Linked DNA regions of Drosophila melanogaster: region 2 is linked to region 1. A link is a contact called in public Hi-C data. All regions are on one chromosome and are shown on one strand. Each heading gives the region's core, a stretch centred on a gene start, on an enhancer-like site or on the middle of the called end of the contact. The rest is flanking DNA. Distances are from core to core; before and after follow the strand shown. Region 1 holds the start of sdk (sidekick). Region 2 holds the start of a6 (a6,).

The links. Hi-C and Micro-C count contacts between places; a contact is called where the count stands out from the background.
Region 2: a contact with region 1 is called in a Hi-C map of the Kc167 cell line, with 8 times the contacts expected there. The contact joins the promoter of a6 here to the promoter of sdk in region 1. A contact is called at or near these places in 1 of 107 Hi-C or Micro-C datasets (the Kc167 cell line) and 2 of 6 datasets of contacts at active chromatin or transcription factors (both in the Kc167 cell line).

Annotation. Positions count from the first base shown.
Region 1 is chrX:685,051-690,068 of dm6, forward strand. sdk (sidekick) reads left to right here and starts at 1,784. Exons shown (of 15, transcript NM_134315.4): 1 at 1,784-2,076; 2 at 2,523-2,808. The coding sequence starts at 2,649.
Region 2 is chrX:1,693,587-1,698,384 of dm6, forward strand. a6 (a6,) reads right to left here and starts at 2,303. Exons shown (of 2, transcript NM_057961.5): 1 at 1,954-2,303; 2 at 29-1,888. The coding sequence starts at 1,886. The coding sequence ends at 657. It also overlaps the pseudogene CR14798.

The sequences.
Region 1 (5,018 bases), core at 534-3,033:
TTTGCCAACTTGTTGCGCAAACGACAAAATTTCCAACTCAAAACAATACGACACATGCGTGGGCAAGGGGGGGCGTGGCTGAAGTTGAGTGCATTTTCCGAGTTAGTTTTGCACATTTCCTCCACATTTGTTCCTCGCCGGCCGAAAGTTGAGGATCGGTTTTACGAGCTCGAGTGCAGTTTACTTACCCTTTAAATAGCATACCGATATAATGCGGACTCCATTTAAAGTTAAAAGTGATTCTTTTGGAAATTCATAGCCCCGCTATGCCATGCCATGCCTCATCCACTGGCCGCGTAATTGTTGTGTTCTTAATTAACTGAAATCGCATTCATAATTTCCCTGCCATCTTGTGTGTGTGTGGCCGCTGGCGATGGGTGCGTGACAGGGTGATAGCAGGAAGGTTCGGAAAACACCCAATTCTCGTCAGTTTGATGTCGATAAAAGCAACATAATTATGAAAACTCATTTTAAAACCCATTTAAGCATATGCCCAATTCGAGGGCTAAAGTTTAAAGCCAACGCATTAGAGGGACTCGATTTAAAATATTGCCAGCTTTTGCCATTAAACAGTAGTATTACCACATGGAGGGAGAACTGTCATCTCTGGAAAGCCAGTTCCTACTGCTCGTTTTGTGAGTGGAGTCGCCGCAGCGCATAAAAAGTTTTAATTGGCAGGCGACGAAGTTGACCTGTGACCTCTGGCGGGACACACACGCCGCACACTCGCTAAAAACACTCACACACAGAACGGCGCGACAACAATTTTTAAGTGCATTTTGAAATGCACATTTTATTTCGCATCCTTCTCTGCGTGATGGCTGCTTCTTCTTCGTCTTCGCCTGTGGAAAATGGGAAAACACGCACACAACTTACAATTGCATTACATTTTGCATACATTTTGTGTGTGCTTAATTTTAATGCGGAGAAAACGCCAAGTTTGTTAGTCAAAATGTGTTGTTAACACACTTAAAAAATGCATGCGCCAAAATAAAAGGCGCTGGAGGAGCAAAATTTGGGGTGGCGTAATCAGAATTTATTTACATATTTGTATATATGTACGTAGTAAGTACATGCATTTTCCATTAAACACTCCTGCAATTTTGGATTGCCAGGGGCCCCAAGTCAGCTGGCGTTGCGCTCAAAGCTCTGGTAACTAATTACATATGTATATGTATATTATTTCTGCTTTTTATTAATCAAAGTATGACGATCCGATACTTTCCGCTCATGCCAGTAGAATTTTTTTTTGGGTTTGAGTATTATTTCATCGTAATACAAAACACAATTAGTGCGCTTTCTTTTTCAACTTAGCCAATCAAACGGCAATTGGATGGCACTCAGAATAGCCCGCTCAAAGTTGAGTGAAGTTGGCCATTTCGAGTGATTGTGCGCTGGTTGTGAGAGGAAACTGCACAGTGAGGCGAGGCTGTCATGTTTGCGGTTTGAGTCCATGGCATTGTGAGTTGGAGCCGAAAATATGTTCGAGGCTCTTAGTTTGGCTGCCAACAAAAAATGTATTTTTTTTATGCTACCTACCATTATTAATATTACTCCAACTCATTTATGTTCTTTGCTTGTGCTTAGTTACTTTATTATCATTTTGTGCCATTTGCACGTGAAGTCTTAATTTTCAGCTACAACCCATTGGCACGCTCCGCGGTTGCGCCACCCACTTCTGTTGACCAGACAACGCGGTCCACTGTGCCAGTCGTCGGCAGAGGCCGAAGCAGCGGAGACGAGAAAGAAGAAGCAGCGCAGCGCAGCAGCGACTGTGACGGGGCAGCGCAGTTCGTTTTGTGCGCGCGTAGTGAACGGTTGTCTTTCGGTTGCTCGTCGGGGAGTTGCAAATTCAGCGACAGCAGCAACTACAAATGGCGACTTGTGCCTGTCGGACCCTCGAGTTCATTGTTAATTGTTAATCGTTGTGGTGCTAAGCGTTGGCCGAACGGTTTATGGGTATATGGTAACCCTGGTGGCAGAAAGAAGAACATACTTGTGTCCAGAAGGAAGGAGGAAAAGCAGTAAGCGCGCACCTTTCGCGTTTCTTTCGCACCGCACCGATCGCGTTTTTTTGTTGGTTTTTGTTCTGTTTTATTACTGATGTTTTGTGTGAAGCAATGCCGCCAAAGAGCAAGGCAATGTGAAATAAGCATTTGTTTATTTCAAAAATTTGATCAATTGTTTCTTAGCCACGAATATGCCAGTCTGTGTCTGTGTGCAAGAATTGCATGTGAAAACAAGTTTGAAAACCGGTCTTAAAGCCTCAAATGAAACAAGGGTTCAAAACAGTGAGAGCGAAAGAGAGAGGTGGTTTTTTTTTTGGTTTTTGCTTTTGCATTCTTATTTTCTCTCCCTCGATTCGTTTTTGATCGCTCCCTCTCTCTCGCTCGCTGACTCGCTCTTTAACCTGTGGCAGGTGTGCCTGTGTGAGTGTTGTGTGTGCGCGAATGGCTGGCACAAAGAAAACTGAAAAAGTGACGTTTAAAATTTCATTCGCTCTTGTATATTTTATATTTTAGCCAAAAAAGATGTGAGCGATGTGTAATTAAAACTAGACTTTTCACTAAAAACTAGAAGAGCGAAGGAAGGCCGCTAAGAAAACAAAGCGAAATCCCAGAAATACGAATACCGAAAGGCAACAACAAATGCTCAAATCTGCGGCGTCGTCGCTGCGTCGACGTCGTCCAAAAACAACAATAACAGCAACATTAGCCATCGAGATGCCGTCGCAGCCGAAGTTGGCGTCTCTGCTTGCAGTGCTGGTTTTGCTCTGCTACTGCGACAGCTGCTTTTTTTGTTACGCGGGTAAGTTTTCGTCTTCTCTATGCTTCTTGTTCTTTTGCGTTCCCTTTAGTTTTGGTTCTTCTTTTTTTTTTACGAAAACAAGTACAAGACAAACAGCCGTGGGAATTTCGAAACAAGAAAAGCCGCACAGAAGGCAACACGAAAAACCCTCGCGCTCGAAATCGAATTTGAATTCGAACGATCGATCGGCTGCACTTACGCCACTTTTTGATTTGCTGCTCCCTTTTGTCCACTAATCAAGAGTAGGGTGGGCAAACTCGCATTCTTACACTGAATTCACAATAAACAACGGTAACTCACTGTTTTCTGTAAATAAATTGGAGTATGATTATTAGAAATTGATTTGTAATAGCTCCATATGCGGAATGTTGCTTCTAAAAACAAGTGAAACAACATGTAGTCAGCGTGTGAATATTCTGAGCTTAGCTTTTTTTTCATATTTTTTTTTTTATATTTTACCATAAGTTCCCTGTAAAAATGCACTTACCGAAGCTTTGGTTTCAGAATTCTGGTTCAGTTTTCCATAAATGCCCAAAAAGCATTGAATTACCTTCCAAAGAAGTTGAAAAAATTCTTTTGGTTACTTAATTTTTTGCTTTTTTTCTTGCCCTGTAAAATATTTCTTTCTTGCGCTTATCTTTTTCCCATTCACATGCATTTTTTTAAAGATGTTCCAGATTAACGATAATTGAGTTGAGCTGCAACGGCACGTAAGAAGAGAGCGATATACAATAATTCTAATTTGAGTTCAGCTCCCGGTATATGGTAACCATGTCGACCATCATTCTTTAACGCATTCTCACAGAGAGCATAAGCCCGTGTTTGTCATCGATCAGATATTAATTAAAACAATTGTTTTAAAGCCTTGTTCATTTGTTAATTTAGGCGGCGATTTGTTTACACAGGAAATCCTTGCCCCCCAGGCTGGGGATCCAAACAATATATTGCGCATTGTATTACGTATCGCCAAACTAAATATTAAATACAAAATCAACAAATTTTCGATTCGCAGCTCGCGAGGGGCTTACGCCCATAACCTCACATTTGCACTGGGGTTTTCAGCATGGGGCGTCTAAATAGTTTATGGCGCAGAGTTCCAGGCATTTTGGGGAGGATGGAGTCACCGCAAAAAGACCCTTAGGCTCTGTTTGTGTTGCTGTTTGTATTTGACGGCCTTCGGTTTTGCGGGGGCGTTCCATATTTCCATGGATTGTGCAAACTCAGCAGATAGGGAACTGCAAGCGCACATAAGTAAAGTACAACTTTTTATGAAGTGCAGTAATCAAGAGTGTGGAGTATATTTGAATCGGATATCAAAGATCATACGTGTTCGTTTTCGGCTAATTAACTGCCAGCCCAAGAATTGCGTTGCTCCACAGGCCAAATACACTTTGCCACTTTGATAACGTACCGCTAAAGAGGAGTCCCAAGTTTATCGAGTAATGAAACGGAAACCACACTGATCAAGTGCATAAATACTTTTGCGATAATTGGGTTTCCACTCACTGCAATCCGATGACCTTGGAAGTTGGTCGGAAAGTGTGGGGTGCAAGCGTGGGGTATACATTGCAACCGAGAGTGGAAAGTGCTGCATTAGCTAAATATTCTGTGAGCTTTATCGTCTGCCGTCTGCTTTGTTTTTATGTGTGTCTGCGGTTCTTTTATATATTTGTTTTTCTGTTCGACCATTCGATTCGGCCCGCCCATTGCAGGTGCTCCACCCACTTTCTCCGCCCACTTTCCAGTTAATGTCAAACCTTTTGTCTGACTAGGAAACGAAAAAATATAGGGAACGTAACGAAGAAATCTGAAAAATGAATATGCACATTGTTTGACCAGCTGCTTTCTTTCGCCTTGTCTTTCCGCACTTGTTTCCCGTCTTCCTTCCCTTCCTTTACCAAATCTTACACAGAAGATCATTTTTCTTAATCATTTTGAATCATTTGTTAACCTAACCTTGTTAACTAGATATGTTCAAACTGTGTTTTTGCTAAGGTTTCAGAAATTGTTTTTAATATTTACGTTGTTTTTGATTTTTAAGGTATTTATTTATGTTCCTCGCTATAAACAACACTTGTTTTGAGTGCAAAAACACTATGGCCAGGTTTTGGTTTTTGTTTGAATTTTTTGTTGGTTTAAGGTTCCCACAGACATTTTCTGCCATCATCTCGGCTTACACAGCAAACACACGGGGCCGAAAACCAAAGGCG
Region 2 (4,798 bases), core at 1,053-3,552, 1.0 Mb after region 1:
ACGAACCTTGATGGCATACGCATAGTTTCCTTTTCTCACAGCTGGTGTACATGTATATATATATATATATACAATGAAAATTTATTCCGGTTTGGTGATCAGCTAATGTAATACAGACGGCGGACTGCGACGGATTACACGACGTGATTCAGCCATGTAATATATGATACACTAAATCAAATGTACATATACATAGTATATCTTAAGCTAGCTACTTGTACTTTATAAATATTGGGCTCACCTTTCTCACTCGCTTCAAATTTTCTACTCCCTCTTATAATCTTTTGAAATTTGTGTTTTTTGCTCAACAATGTATATGGGTTGATGCTTTTCTACTTTCATTTGTACGTTGTCGTCTCGTTTCATTTAAAGCTTAAAATATGAGAATGACAGAGACAGGGAGATTAATGGGCAACTGAGTGAGATGGAGAGAAGGTGCTTGGGAAAGGGGAAGGATACAAAAATCGACCGGACAAGGACTAGTCCTGGATTCAAGGATAACTGGGAAATAGTGATGTGTTGTCGCTAAACCTACGTTCATATTTGCACTTCTAGCCACTGCTAGTTAAAGTCTATGCCGTGCTTCCGGCTCGGGGAATGATATTATGGCGATGGGGACTCGGTTCTGGCGGGTCATCGGTCATCAGTCATCCAGCTCATCCCAGTTTTCGGCGCCGCGGCAGCTGCAGCGGCAAGGCAACAACGGAAGCAGACGAGGTCGGATTTGCTGCCATCACCGGAAGGGCAAGAGCCACTGGAGCTGCGAGTCCGCCGCCGACGTACTGCAGATGCTGCACCACCGAGAGCTGTGGCTGCTGCTGCTTGAGCAGCTTGGCGGCAGCGTGTGCCTCCGCCGCAGCCACCACGACGGGGTGCACCGGTTCGGTGCCGACTCCTCCGTTGACATGTGGACCGGTGCTTTCGCAATCGTCTTCGTCTGAGATCAGTGATATGCTGAGGTCGCTGGACAGTTTTAGGGAGATGGGCGTGGGCGGCGAGGGAGCCACCAAGGGCGCCACTTTGGCGCGCAATGCCGGTGACAGTTTCTGCAGCTGCTCCGGCATCAGGTCGTTCGTGTATTCCGGCACTCCACTAAAAGCCAGGCCTTCGCGTAGTTTGCTCAGCGAGAGTTCGTAAATACGGTTTGCGATGACCGTGTGAACGGTCGTCTCGTCCGGCAGCGTGGCTGTGATGCCTCCGCCCACGTCCACCTCCAGAAAACAGCCCGTTTCATTGCCGCCCTCTCCGCCTTCGGCGGTGGCGAATCCATTGCTGGCCGCCGTCGACGCTCGACACGGCTTGGGGTGACCTGACACCCGCGTCAGGCAGTTGGCAGTGGTGGAGGTGCGCGGCACCAACGAAACAGTTACCTCTTCGATGGTCTCCGACTGTGTGAGCGGTGCGAGCGGTGGCGGTGAGCGCATGGAGAGCTGGGAGCGCACTCTTGCCGTGCTGCTGGGTTCCTGCTCGTTGTGCTCGTCATCGCTGGTTATCAGGATGCTGTCGGTCACTGGGTATGAGTGGGTGGCAGCTCTGCGCGGCGCCTGCCTTCTGCCCGTTCTATGTGCTCGGTGCCCTGGGGCAGGAATCAGGAGGCGATTGTGGCCAGCTGCAGCGGGCTGTCCGGCCGATGGGGTCTCATCGTCATCCGACAGCAGGTCGATGGTCACGTCCGGCTGCAAAGTGGAGGCGACATGGCGCCGCTGCAGATGGGACAGCTGCCGGTCAGTCTTGGAGGCGAGAGCCACTTGGTCGCGCATCCGGGCCATGCAGATCCGCTGGTGCTCAAGCAGGCGTTCCATCCACCGACAGCGGCGCCGCTTGAGACGACGGTTGTCGAACAGCCGGGGCGATATGTAGAATGGTTCGGAATGTTTCTGGTTCATGTCTATAGGCGGCAGGAGAAGAGTTAGTCTGTGACGCCTGGTCGGCCACTGGTGGGCACCTATTTACCGAGTGTGTGGACTCGTCTTCTAGCGGTGGCGGTGCCTGCCACGGGTTGTCAAGGGTCATGGGCTCGGGCCCGTGGGGCTCCTCCTCCTCCTCCTCTTGCTGTTCCACTGGCGGCGAGTACAGTTAGATCCACTGCTGCAACTTGCATAATTGCGTGGCGGCGCAGGGGGATTTCCTTGAGAGGAGCGGAGGCGCGGGACTAGGCGCTGCGCCTCCCGCCGCTGGACATGCCGAGATGCGAGCGGGGCCGAGATGGTTGTTTTTTCGCGCGGCAGCTGCTTAATTTGTGCTTTTGTTGTACTTTAGAGTTCTGTTTATAAAACTGCATCGATAAGCGACCACACATCGATAACGCTTCTCTCGATAGTCCACGCTGCGTGCAACCGTGCACGTCGACTGGCCAAACAGTATCTGTCGGTAGTTATCGATAATGCATTCGCCACTTGGGCGCGCTATTTAAAATCAGCTAGAGAAAATAATGAAGCTTCGAAGCAAAGGACAGAAGGATACAAGTGCTTTGGATCACCAGCAAATCCAGCGACTTGGACACCAGGTAGCCCCGATAAAATTCCTATTAAGTAAAACACTCTTATCTCAAGACAAAGCACTCAAGCTAATTTTGGCACCACCCACAATTTTGAGAAGCACTCAATCGGCGCCGGCGCTCTGTTTTCAGAAGCTTTCACTCACATCTGGGAGAGCTTTCACTCCACATCCGTACGAGGACCGGAACGATAGGGAAGACACCGACTCCAGCTGGAGTCAGTTGGCAGATCGTCGCCTCCGGATGCGGATGTAGATATAGCAACCGCCCTTGGGCTTTTCATGCCTTCGATTAATTTTCGCAGACTTAGGATGCCTGGAAATTAACCACAAAAATCGTGAAGCCCCAAAACTTCCGTTCAAATTACTACAGGGTTGAAAGGAACATAAGGCCTTACAAGCGGAGTCTTGCGATCAGAAGTGGAGCACTAGTTTTGGGTGGGATATTTCAAAATGAAAATAACTGTTAGAAGGCATTTAGTACAAAAATAAGAAATTTTTTTGTTAATAAGTAGCCTTATGTATGCCCTTTCACCCATTTCTCTAGAGACAAGCGAAAAGCTAGCAATCTGATAAATAAAAGTAATCAACGTTCAGGCGTAGGGGCCTAGAGTAGTACCATTGGAAACATATTACTGATACTCGATACTCCACTCCACAACTTGATCTACAGTCTTGATCTCATATTTCCAAATATTCATATATCTGGGTATACATATAGCTTAAGATCAAAGTTATGTTGACTAGCTGTATGAACAAATCGGCGGATCGGATTGTACATTGTTGGGCACTCATTTACATCTGGCTTTAAGCTTTAAGGGTGTGCAACAGCCATGAGTCAAGTACGGTCCGCTGGGGAGCGGGGCGGGCAAGATCCGATTTCAGTAATTCACGCGAATGGCTCATTTCCCCAGCTCGCGGAGCAGCCAGGAGCCAAGGAGCAAAGGCGTTGGAGCTGGAGACGGAGATGTGTCTGCCCTTGGCGAAGGATACCAGTTTACTGGGGGATAAAGGGAGAAGGGCGGCGAGAGACAATAGACAATAGACAGGAACCACAACAAAAATTATAGACTCGGTCTTGACTTGGCTCGACTCGACTGTAGCCGGTGCTTTGCGTTTGGCTGGCAGCACAGGACCTCCGTAGTCCTGGCTGCGCCAGCTGCAGCTCCTTTGACTGTTTGTGTTGTGTTTCTGGATTGCACTTTGGCCGTTTAAGGCCGCGGAGTGCGGAGCAGGAGCAGGAGCAGGAGCAGCAGCACCCACATCTTGGCGCACCACACGCACCCTTAAGCGACTCTCCCTGGTGGCTTTGAATCCGACATCCTACATCCGACATCCAACATCCGACCCCACCCCGTGGCCCATCCGTGTCTGCCTGCAATCGTTTCCTGGCTGGGACGACCAGCCTGGCCCGCCTGTGCATTAAAATGAATTCCTTGCGAGGAGTTGGACGAGCAAGAGGCCAGGCGCAAGGGGCACTGAGTCGATTTGAATGAATGCACGTCCTCGCTGCTCATCCCGGTGCTCATCGTCCTGATGGCGGAAAATGGGGTTCCCGCTTCGCGTCTTCAAGTGTTTGCCTTCCTCAGGTGTTGAGTTGAGTTGCGTCGAGTCGAGTCAAGTTGGCATTGTCTTTTTGTTTTCGCCATCGTCTGCCGCAGTTGTTTTGCTTTAGACCTCCTCTCCGCGCCACTCCTCTCCGCTTGCTCCAGGATGCTCAGGCTCATCCTCATCCTTATCCTTGGCCCCGACTCTTGCTCATTTTTTATTGTGTTTTGGCATTACGCCAAATGTGCAAAGCCAACAAAATACCAAAAGATTGCACAATGCACCTGCCCTTGGAGCGGTGCTTTGGTTTACTGCTCCTTTGGCATCCAATCCGGCTAGTCGGCTCATGTCCTTCTGAGCTTCCCGACGGCCAGCTCATCGATGATACGGATAGCGATGCTGTTGCTAATGTGCCTGCCGCCTGGAGAGACGGTTACTTTGATGATCCCCCAGCAGCGGCTGCTGGAAGTGCTCCTCTGGGACTACTTTTATCCCGCCTAGGCGCCACTCCTACATCTTAAGCTGTTCGCGTGCAATGCCGTATTGGAACATTTTGTTGTGCTGTCAGAATCAGACTTGCCTAATTCATTAACTTTGAAGACTCCTTTGTCAAGCAGATCAAGGGGCTTTTTGCCCCCGTTTGCACCGAAGGACTTCATGCGTGTCAGCAGCGATGCCATCTGGAGGGCAGGTCCGTCACACATTATTATAATTATCGAGCAGGTTGAATGGTTCACCCATTGCCATGCTGCTG